2 separate regions of the Anas platyrhynchos genome follow, and region 1 is linked to region 2. Evidence: chromatin contacts called from public Hi-C data. All regions are on one chromosome and are shown on one strand. The core of a region is the stretch at or near the end of the contact, and the rest is flanking DNA. Distances in the headings are between cores, read along the strand shown.

The links. Hi-C and Micro-C count contacts between places; a contact is called where the count stands out from the background.
Region 1: a contact with region 2 is called in a Hi-C map of skeletal muscle, with 2.0 times the contacts expected there. The contact joins two enhancer-like sites. A contact is called at or near these places in 2 of 8 Hi-C or Micro-C datasets (liver and skeletal muscle).

Annotation. Positions count from the first base shown.
Region 1 is chr7:16,383,347-16,389,003 of IASCAAS_PekinDuck_T2T, forward strand. KALRN (kalirin RhoGEF kinase) reads left to right here. Exons shown (of 64, transcript XM_072040795.1): 41 at 819-914; 42 at 2,531-2,661. Among named protein-coding and RNA genes, the nearest start is that of UMPS, 48 kb to the right of the region's middle. Within about 2 kb of position 3,460, at least 3 of the 8 cell types and tissues checked have an H3K27ac peak or open chromatin away from gene starts, as enhancers often do.
Region 2 is chr7:16,343,796-16,349,399 of IASCAAS_PekinDuck_T2T, forward strand. All of the region lies in intron 38 of KALRN (kalirin RhoGEF kinase), which reads left to right. Among named protein-coding and RNA genes, the nearest start is that of UMPS, 87 kb to the right of the region's middle. Within about 2 kb of position 2,631, at least 4 of the 8 cell types and tissues checked have an H3K27ac peak or open chromatin away from gene starts, as enhancers often do.

The DNA.
Region 1 (5,657 bases), core at 2,210-4,709, 40 kb after region 2:
CAAAAACCTTCAGCTAGAGCTGAGCATTTCACAGAGAGCCCAGCCTTCACACTGCTGTGGGGATGTTCAGGCAGCACAGTGATGAGGTCTTCAAATTTTCAGTTGAGTCTGAAAATATTTTAACTAATGCCAGTAGGGAAAAGTGAGCATCTCTAGAGAGTGTTTCTGTCCCTCCTATGCCAAGTACCTAGGATAGATGGTATACATAAGGGAATTTTCTCTCCACTGATTGCAGAGAGGGGAGAGAAAAGATGCAAATTTTAGATGGCTGAAGTTGAATGAATGTGTGATATCATCTGAGTTCATTTGGCGTTGTGATTGATCTTTGGGGAAGGAAGGAGGAAGGATTTCTTTGCCCCTGCCTCCCTCCCCTATTGCCTGTAACTCCACGTGTACCTTCACTTATTGCATCTATTAAATATGCATGTATGGGGGAGAAGGTAATTTCTTACATCTGCAGCAAGAAGATCAATTTTCTGGAGCCTGTAAAACCATAGATGTCCTTGGAAGGAGGAACCAGGAGACATTAAGAATATTTTAGCACGGTTGCAAATGAACTTGGTTTCTGATGCCGCTCCCTGTTTCCCAGCCTTGGAACTGCTGCAGAGGAATGTGCAGCCAGACTTTGATGGCAATTCTGTGCTTGTCTGATAAAGCAACACTCACTCACTTTACTGTGCACGTGTTCCTCTAATCCTCCTGCTCCCCTTCTGCGTTTATTCTTCTCCTGTCTCAGAAGCTGCTTCACTGACCACTGGTTTCCTGTTCCCTTCTCATCCTCCTAACTTGCTTTTCCTTTGCAACCTGGTGTCTTGCAGTCCTCTTCTTTGCTAGCTGCTCGACAGAGCTCCTCCGATGTCCCGACTGCTGCGGATCTTGTCAGTGCAATAGAAAAGTTGGTCAAAAGTAAGCTGGTAAGTTTAGTGCTGTGAAAACTGTGTATACAACAGGCCTGATACAGCTCTAAGGAAGGGATTTAAAGTCTACTTCTGTTTCTGGTTTCCTTGCTTTCCACCTTCATCTGCTATGCTTCTATTAACCCTGTGTGCTCTGCTTCTCAGTAGAGTATCAAATATTTTTGCTCCACATGTGAGACAAAGCCCATACATGTAGGCTCTGCACTGCAAAGTCAAAAGGCACTTTTGGAGAGAGCTTTGCAGGGTATGAGCTACTGTACTGTCCTCTTCCTGGGGACTGTTCTTTCCCTGCAGTGATTTAAAAAACAAACAAAATTGTTCTGTGGCAGAGGAATTTTGATACCCAACACATGAATTTGTTTGGTATTCTGGCTTCTGTGAAAAACAAATGTGAAGAGTAAAACTGCTTGAAGTACCGCAGCTGTGCTTTAATTTTAAAAAGATTCATATGTTGATATTAATCTGTCTTGTCAACTCTACCTGACAGGGACTGGAATAAGCAATACAAATGCTCTGGGTTTAATTTCTTCGAAAATTTCAATATCGTGCACTCATGCACTGTCATACATGACGTGTGTGATCCCATTGTCCATGTCCTGGACAAGGAGTAAATAGTGTTTCATATATTGGCTTCTTTTAAGTTTTGCCCCCAAAAGTACAAAATGTTAATGTAAAAGATAAACCTTTTTTTCTACATGTCCCAGAACCTCTAAAATTAGGAAAACACTTGCTTTGAGCAAATTTTACTGATTAATAAACCAGGATTGAAGCAGTTACAATGAGCTTACAAAGGTTTATTTCCTTATGTGTGTGAAAACAACGCACATACAAAATCATTGAATTATTGTAACTGTGAAAGCAGCTCTGTCTAGTGAATAATATCAGAAAGTTTTGGCATATTCTCAGTTTGAGATGTTGTTATGAAGAGGTCTGTTAATAGGGTGCTCAGTTGGAGCAAGTGGAGAAGGATCTCTCTGGGACATGGGAAACTGCAAAGGACATTCCCAGAAAATTTACTCAAAATAGTTTTATTCCATTGAGGGACTAAAAAATTTCGAGTATTTCATTAACCCAGTTACATGTATTTTCAGAGGATATTTTATTTTCTCTCCCCAGCGTGTACACTGTTAGATCAACTGCGATTACTTTCCAGGGATTTGGGGGAAACTTTAATTATTGTGGAATGTTGCTCTGTATCCATCCATTTGTTTCAGCTTATGTTCTACTTTGCTACTAGGAATTCTTGCTCAGTCTTTGGCAGAGAAACACTGTCCATGTATAGCCTAACCTTGGGTCTGATTGTGACACTAGGATGCTTTCAGGTTGTTTTGAAAGAATTTGGAAGAGTTTCCTCATCCTGGGGCTACTGGAATGTTTTTTTCACCTTCTGGCAAAAGGACATTTTCTCTATTTTTAATCCTTTTTGGAGGAGGGGGCTTGAATCAATTTAAAACTAGTTTGGTTTTGTCTCACTAAGGTCTGGGGGAAAGCTAAATATTCCTCTTGGTTTTAGACTGCACTGATGATTGCAGAATTGACTTGAAGCAGGAGGTAACACTAATGCTGGAGTTCAAGGGTAATGTTTTTTCTGTTGTTCTTTGGGGTTTTCGTAGACCCTTGAAGGAGGATCTTACCGAGGAACCTTAAAAGATGCCACTGGCTGCTTAAATGAAGGAATGACGCCTTCAACTCCCCCAAGAAACCTTGAAGAGGAACAAAAAGCCAAAGCAATGAGAGGCAGGATGTAAGTTGTCTCGCTTGTTCGTATTTCTGAAATAGGCATCCAGGGAGGGCACGTAGCTGCTCTGAAAGAATACTTTGTAGTCATTGATCGAGCACAGAACTGGGAGTAAAACTGTGTCCTGCTGCATCTGTTTCTTCTTAACCTGCAAAAATACTTCTTAGAAGCGCTTTCACACCCAGGAAGTTCATCTTCACTCTTAAAAATGTGCAGCTTTTACCCCAGATAGCATGTATCTATTACTGTAGAGGCCTCTGGGCAGTTACACACAGAGTTACTGAGGTGTTTGCTTTGGAAATTACTGTGCCAGAGGTGAAATCAGCTTGCAAAGGCGAATATATTGTTGACCTTGTTAGCTACTTCCAAGGAAAAGAGATTTATTTTTTTTTAATGAGATGATGATTTTGCACCCTAGCAAAGGAAGGGGCAGAATTCAGAAGTATTTATGGTGGGCAAATGCCACAGAAGAGAAAGTTTAATTTGGGAAACCTTCATATCCATGGTAATGGGAGAGGAAGCAGGAGGTTGTTGCAGGTCCATGAAAGCCATCGTTGTCTCCTGCAGCTTGTTGTAGGAAGCTGGAGAAGCACTATAGCGAGGGACGGGATGGGCTGCCAGCAGCGGGCAGGGGCACAGCACTCCTGGGCGTGCTTCTGACTGGAAGAAGTTTTCTGCTAAACAGCTGTCAGCCTTTCTGCAGGAAACCTCTCTGCCCCTGTCTGTCTCCTTAAAGCTCCTTGATATTTCAATTTGGGGGGGTTTCTGGTAGCAGTTCATTCATTAGATAACTTCAGGTTAGTGCTGGTGTAAGCCCCCGTACAGTAAGGCTTTCTAACTTGTGACGCTTCTGGCAGGCAGACTGGCAGCGTGTTACACGTAATTAGCTGCTGCCTCCGTCCAGATTTCTGAAACGCCAGGATGTTTAGGAGCACCTGCTAGTGGCTTTCAGCACAAGACATCTGTCTCCTCTCCAGCTCCCTGGTGTCTGTGCTCTGTGTCTGTGCCTCTGGCTGTGCGTAATTCCATAGCCATATTAGGCAGCTGGGCTCCAAACTCGAGCTGTGACCCCCCATTTCCCATAAAACAGCAACTGAATCCTTGCTCAGGCATGGGTGGTTATTTCCTTTGTCTCAGGCAACATGTGCCTGTCAGCAGTTAGCCTTGGCACTGGGAAACCCCTGTTCCATCAGACCCTGTGAGCAGCCAGGCAGCAGTCTTACTGAGCAGTGTCAGTATAGCCTTAGTGTGGAGTTACTGAGATACCCAGATATTCAGACTGACTCAGAGGTGAGGCTCTACCCCTGGTACATTTAATGCCATTTTAACTACAGCTGTGTAGACAATACCTGCTGGTGGCTGGGGCAGTCACTTTCTAAGCAACGGTCTGTCCTTGCTCTGTGTTATCTGATGAGGAGATGAATGAACATGAATTTTTGCAACATGCTTCTTAGGAATCTCAAATTGTGACTACCTTTAGGGTCCTGTGTCAGATAGGCTTCAGGGAACTAGCAGAGGACGAAGGATGATTTTTTTGCTTTTCAGGGAGAGGGGAGCTGGGGAACCCTAGTGCCAAGTTTAACTTAAGTAATGGTGATGGAGACCCTGATTCCTAACACAGGTACAGATTGGCAGGTTTAATCTGCTGCCTCATTTTCAGAGCAGCCTTTGTCCAGCTGTACCCTCACAGCAGGTGAAACCAGGAGCTGGGGGCGGGTGGTGGCAGAGATTCCCCAGCCTCTGGGCAGCCCTCTGCTCCACCAGGAGCAGTGCAGCCAGAAGGGATGTGAGCCCATTTGGACGAGATGCAGCCAGCCTGTCCCAAGGGCACCAGGTCAGCCAGCGAGAGGGCACCGCACGGGATGCACGTGGCCGCTGTGTGAGGGAGCAGCCTTCTGCCCCGCTCGTGTTTACTACCCAGGCACGCAGCTTGGCAGGGCACTGCCGAGAGCACAAGCATCCAGCACCACCACTGCCAGCCCAGGCCTCTGCCAAGGGGGCTGGATTTTACTCTCAAATGAATGTGAAGCTGTCTGACCTCTCCCTGCCTCGTGTCCAAGCATCTCCTCCCTGCGTCCAAGCAGCTCCTCCACTCCATCTGAGCAAGGGACACCTCGGGAGCACAGCCATTGTATTGGAGCCAAAAGCCAGCTTGTGTTTTTTTTTTTTTTCCCTAGATATTCTCAAGCAGGCTTTTATCTTAGCACTGTTTGCCCTCAGACCTATCACTTCAAGTGGGTCAGGCTGCTGATTGACATGAACGGAGCGATATTAGACATGAAAGCGCTCCTCTATCTTGTTAGCCTTGTTACCGCCGGAGCGAGCTGGAGCACAGATGGAGTTTATTTGTCATGTGCCAAATCCGTGTATTGGCGTAATTGAGAGGAAAACTGTCTGCAGCAAGCTGTAACTTCTTGAAATTGTCCTCGAAAGAACATTATGTGATTAGTCAGTTTGACATACAAAGGAGGGTTGTTTTGTGCTTTTTTTTTTAGCTTGGTGTTGTTTGCATGCATCAAGCCTTCATTAGCTGACTCTCCTCCCTGGGATTATTAGTTCTGAGATAAGTGGGAATCACTGGCCACCCCCACAAGGATTACCTAGGCTGAGAGATTAAGCTCTGCATTAAGGCAAGAAGGGGAATTTGTTTTCCAGTGTTTAAAACTTCCAAATTACATCTTAACTGGGACAAGAAACCCTCTCCTACATGCTGCAAAATGGGTTGGGAAATGTCCCCATTGCTATCAGGAGGGCTGCATGGGGGGGACAGATGAGTGCAGGGCAGGGAGAGGTAGTTGAAAGCAGAGGCACCTCGTTGTGCTGCTGCTCTAGCACTGCCCTGGGACCTGGTGCAGAAGAGGGGAAGGAGAGATGAGTTAAGAGCACTGAAACTATGCTGGCCTGAAATGTAAAGTTTTTGTCGTTTTCGTCCCACTGAGCTATGAGCAAAGAGTGAGTCAGGTTGTGTTTCCTGGGATGGTGGTGTTTTTTTTTCAGGAGGT
Region 2 (5,604 bases), core at 1,381-3,880:
GACTGGCATTCCTTCAGAAGGAAAAAGAAAGGCTTGTGACACTAGGAATGAAGCTCTGTTTGAATTGTCTCACGGGGCTAATTACAGAAAACTGTGACTTTTATTCCTGTCTCTTTTATTCTGTAATTGAGCTCTAAGGTATTAAACTATAAATTTCACATTAAGGGAGAAATCTGCATGGACGGAAAGCGACCTAATGACCTAGTCAATATTCATTAAGCACACTGGGACAAGCATGTTCCTGGTGTCAGCCTGTTAGTTTCATCTGAGTGATTCCAAATTTGAATTTGGCCTATCAAACCTTTAGAAGAAATCTTGATCTTACAAATCTTGTTTTATGACTGCTCACTCAACGTTTTTGTTGTGATATCATAGTCACAGTGTAATTCAAAGGCTAGTTCTTGTAGTAATTTTAAACAATGTCAATCATCACAACAGAAAGCGTTAAAACAATAGGGTTTATAGCATTTGGTTTAGGCTGATGATATGCAAAGGGATCCCATTCAGGGCCCCAAACCAGATTCAGCCTGCAGGATGCTTGTTTCTGGTCCAAATCCCTGGAGGAGATGAGAAGTACATTGTTTTAAGATGCTATGCAAACATCTTGCTGCGCAGGCAGATGGCCACTTAACAGCAGGGCTTTGGTGGCAGCGGTGGGTCCTCGTAACAGAGCAAACTGAGCAATAGTTGGGTGTCTTCCAGCTGCAGAGGGAACGTAGGCCTCGCAAGGTGTGTGTTGGCAGGGTGAGCATCCTGTCTGCCTTTCCCAGCCTGCTCATGCTGGCTTGGGTGCATCAGCTGGGACACCGTCAGACTTCAGGCAGGAGGGCCAGGGGTTTCAGTGCTGCTCAGGTGAAAGCTTCTCCATTTAGAGAGTCCCACCTGCCTGATCTTACGGCCTGTGGGATCCTGTGACTGCAAGCTGAGCTGCAGAGGAAGAAAGCAGAGGAAAGATGAATAAAATCTGGTGAAAAAAAGAATAGTAACAATGAAAAAGAGGCTACCCTGAAACCTGCATTTTTGTGACCACTCCTCGTGGGAAACATTATATGGATCATTATATGGATTAGTGTGCAAAACCAGTGAGGCTATAATGTGGCTCTTGTTGGGGTTGGAAGTCTCTTCCCTCCAGCCCCTGATCTCAGAAGAGCAATCTATGTAGGGAAAAGCATGATCGTTTCTTCCCACGTCTCTGTTTTTAAGAACATCTTGGATTTTAGTAGGGGAAAAGAGTCTAGGTTGCTTTTGTTGTGTCCCTGTTCCTGTTGAGTATTAAATTGTGATCTACATTGGCTTGCGCACTTTCTCTGTTGTTTTAAACAATCTCTGTTGCAAAACATATTCGATGGTAATGATTCCTGATTTCTCGGGGGAGCTGTGTGAGGACGATTCAGAAGTTTTAGTGCACTGCATTAAACCTTCAGTTGTCTTTGTAGAGGCAGAGAAATTGTTTTTGTTTTTGAAAGTCTTAATTAAGAGCAGTCAATTAAAATGTTTGTATGGCTCTGAACTAAAAGAAACATTTTATTAGGTAACAGTTGATTTATCTGGCACATAAACAGGTCATGGGGTTTTTATTAAATGAACAGTGTTCAGGCTCCCATTGTCAATATAAACATGCAGTATTAAAACAAGCAAACAAACAAAAACCCCTTTTCTCTGTTCCTAATACCGGTCCAACAGGGGTGTTCAAAGTCAGAATTTCATTGTACAGCATTTCAAAAGAGGTCACACAAACCCCTCCTACTAATGCTTAGTGCCTCGTGGCATCCTTGTTACAAGTTCAGGACATGACATATGTTGAAAAATCCCATCAGGAAAGCTTTTACTGCATTTTCACTCTGTTTCAATTATGATAGAGCAGCTGGAAACAAGTCGGCTAACAAGCATTTTGTAACATGGCAGTTCTCTGTAGGCTGACACCAAGGGCTTCCGGGCCCAGCTTGGGACCAGTGTTCCACCTCAATATACCAGGGGAAAAAATGAATAATGCTAAGGAATGGGAATAGAAAGACTAGAGAACTCAAAACTGCTTTGCTATTTCAGTCAGGTCATCCTTTCCTTTGGTTTTTCACTGCTGTGTCTTCTTCCTCTTGCTCTTGAAATGGTTGGTGGTTTTTGGCTTCACTTTCATGGACCTTCACAGCTTCTCCCCACATCACTTCTTTCTCCCTTAGAAGGCAACACCTGCTTGGGTGCTGGAATGATTGATGATGCCTCACTCCCTTATCAGCTGTTACCTTTTGGTCTTGGATCCTGTACTTTCTCCTACCTCATAGTAACCTGTGGGAGAACTCAGATAATCATAAAGTGTCCACTCTTGGTGTTGTCAATGCTTACACCTTCTCCTGGACTGCATCATCACCAAAATAATCAAAAATGAACAAATATTTAGCAACAAGTGGCAATATGGGTGATGAGATGTGATTTTTGTTCTTTTTAAGAGGTGGACCAAGATGAGCTAAAGCTGAATAGGAATATTCCTATCACTACAGCTGAAGCTCTGCCACTAATGGCAGATACATTAGTACATCCAGAAGACATAACTATACTGATAAATCCTTGTGCAGCCAAGCCCTAGAGGCTGTGTCGGTCCAAGCACCCCCAGAGCAAGTAGATAAGATAGGCACAGCCTGACCAAGCCTTGCAAGTACTTGGCCTCCACGGTGAGTCTCAGCAGATACAAGGCATGGGGCCGATTGTGTGCAGGCTGTTGGAGTCCTGTTCTGATAGCTCATGAACGCCACTACTTCTCTGACATGGTGTTTCTATTTCTTTCTTCCTTTTTTTTTTTTCAGTATGTCATCACTAGATATTTAAAGCTAGATTCAGCCACGTGGGTTTGTTTAAGACGTATCAGGTACCACTGAAGTCAATTATACTTATTGCTTCAGCTGTTCTGTTATCTAATCAAAGCCCAAGGCCTCCAGTGCTCTACCTGGAACTTTATTTTTGTGGAGAAGTACAATTTAGATGAATGCTTTGATAAAACAGGAAAGGCTATTTTGGGGGAAGTTGCTTTGCTTTTGTTCAGTGGATTTTTATTATTTTAAACACAGGAGTCTTTGTTTAAAAGAGAGAAGGCCTGCAAATTTTCTTGTTTACTTTGCCTTTGCTTCCCCTTCTGACAGGGGGTAAAACTTCATCCACCTAATCCCCTGTCAGCTTAACCCCAAGTTTCACTGTACAGTGGCCATGCTGATTTTTATTTTTTTTTTCACTGGGAAAGAAGAAAAAGGGGGAAGGGGGACTGGGATTTAAAATGCTGCAGTCAGCTGTGCTCATCAAGGATGCCAGAGGATTCAGCACCTGGTCTGGGTGGAAATTCAGCCGTGGTACACACCGAGCTGTAATCCACACCTGCTGTGATCACAAATAATCCGATCAGAAGGATTAGACGCTTGGACATAGCATGTGTTGGGCCTGATTCTCTGTATTAATGTGGGACCCTTTGACAGGTCACCCTCATGGTTCATGTACCAGGAGCAGCTTGGAGGGTACAACATAAAACTGGACAAAATCCAGTAGCTGATATTGCACAAAGGTCAGGCACCTGAGCTGAAGGTTTATTCTGGCATTACAGTCTCTGACAGCTTTATTATTGTGCAACTCATGCTCGGTTTTCTAATGCGTCGTTTACTGCGCCTTTGGGATTTTTGCTTAATTTGGCTGGGAGGCTGTCAGGGAACAGGCTTTCCTGGTAGCAGGTATAATATCGATTGCTCATACCTCTTCATTAACATACTGGCACCAGCATCTTAGGCTGTGGCTGAATATGGAATATAGAATTTCTGCCGATTGAGATAATAAATCTTTCTGCTTTTAGCATCGCATTAGTCAGCCAACTAAAACCCAACAAAAACTGGCAGAGAAACGCTACTAGTGGTCAAATGGGAAAGCATCAGCAAAAATGTAGTGCGGGATGTTTCCAAACTGCGTGGACCTGTAGGAGGACAGAAGCATTCGCACTTTGGAGGGTTAAGTGCTGGTCTTTGCAGAAGGAAACGAGGACCATGGTGTATCGCTGCCACGCAGCGCCTGTCAGCACTGCGCCCAGTGGTGCACATGAGTTGGCTGTTTCCAAAACGAAAAATCTTCTCTCAAGATAAAGAGTCATTTGTTTCCTGTAGATATGCTTGTGGGCTTGTTGGAGAGGCAGGTTTTAGAAAAGGGTACAGTTACTTATTGCAGCACTTCTGTTGCATGCAGAGTGTGGCTTGGCAGGTCCAGGCTTGGGTGGTGGAGCCCAGCGTGCAGTGGTCTGGGCAGGCTGGGTCTCCCCATCGAGAGCTGGAGCTCGGGAGAGGGAAAGCAGCTCTTGTGAGTCCCCCTCAAGCTCAGCACATGTTTTTCTCCTGCAGCCTGTGTGGAAGACCAGGGTCAGAAATTCTCCATGCTCTCCTGCCAAATTTCCCAGAGGGCCACCCCTTGCTTTCCAGGGGCAAGTTAAACCAACTCACATATTTAGGGCTCTATGCAATGGGATATGATTGTGCTCCTCACTGCAGGTGTTGAGAAGCCCCAGAGCACCCGTGTCTCTATCCATTTTCTGCAGAGAAGCAGGAACCTCCTTCCTTGGCTGCATGCTCACAGATGAAGGGGAGAACCTAGCTGCTTTGGTGGGTTTTGGGGGGTGGCCACAGCCTTCTCCTGGCCTTGTGAGCCATCTGTGACAGACTGGGAGTAGTTCAGCTGTGTACACCTAGACAAGGAAGACTGCTCTGGTTCTGTTTTCCCACCTTGTCTTCAAAGGCATGCTGCAAAAGAAATATTTAATTTGTATTACTAACGTATTGATTTCCTAATTGTTGGGACATCACAAAGGACAAGGTCAGTAAGATAGAACTACTAAGTAAACACTATACTTCTATTTCATTAAGTGAGACTGCTTTCTGGAGAAATCTGGGCTGTGCAGCGTCTCATATTGCCTGGGGAAGACCAGAGGCATCTCCCATCAAAAGGAGTCTGAGCCAGGAATGGCCTGTCCTGCCCAGTCCCCAGTTCTCCTGGTGCTCATCCCAGCATGTGTCCTTTCATAAAACAGCTGAGCTCTGAACTTCCTTTCCTGTAACAGGGTCAGAGCAGACAGAGGGGCCTTTGAAGGGACTCCGTGAAAAGCAGTGATCGAGTCTGAGCAGCAGTTGCTCTACTGAGGAAGGAGCCAGGCTCCTGCTGTGGTGCTGGGGAAACCAGGTATTTTCCAGGACTCCCCATGCAGTTATCCAGGAGAGGAGGCACCTATTGAGAATGGTCTGAATTTGGGGCCAGTTTCTTTTTAATAACTGCCTAGGGACTTTCTTCTTCTCCTTTGAGCTGAGTGTATTGTAGACACCAGAGCAAGCAGGCAGAGCAGAGTTTGCAGCATGAGTTTTTGTGCTGGCTCTGACCTGAAGCCAACAGCCATAATATCTCCACGCCTCTGCCCCACTAGTGAAAAACAAGCAGCCTGGAGGTATAAAAATAGCTCTTTGAGTAAAATCTATTTCCTCTCTATTTAGTCGTGTGTCTTGAGATACGTGTAGCGTGGTGGGAAGGGGGGAGTTGCTGTGCAGCGCTTGGCCCGTTGAGCTAACAGGAAGGTCACCGGCCGCCTTCGCTGAAAGA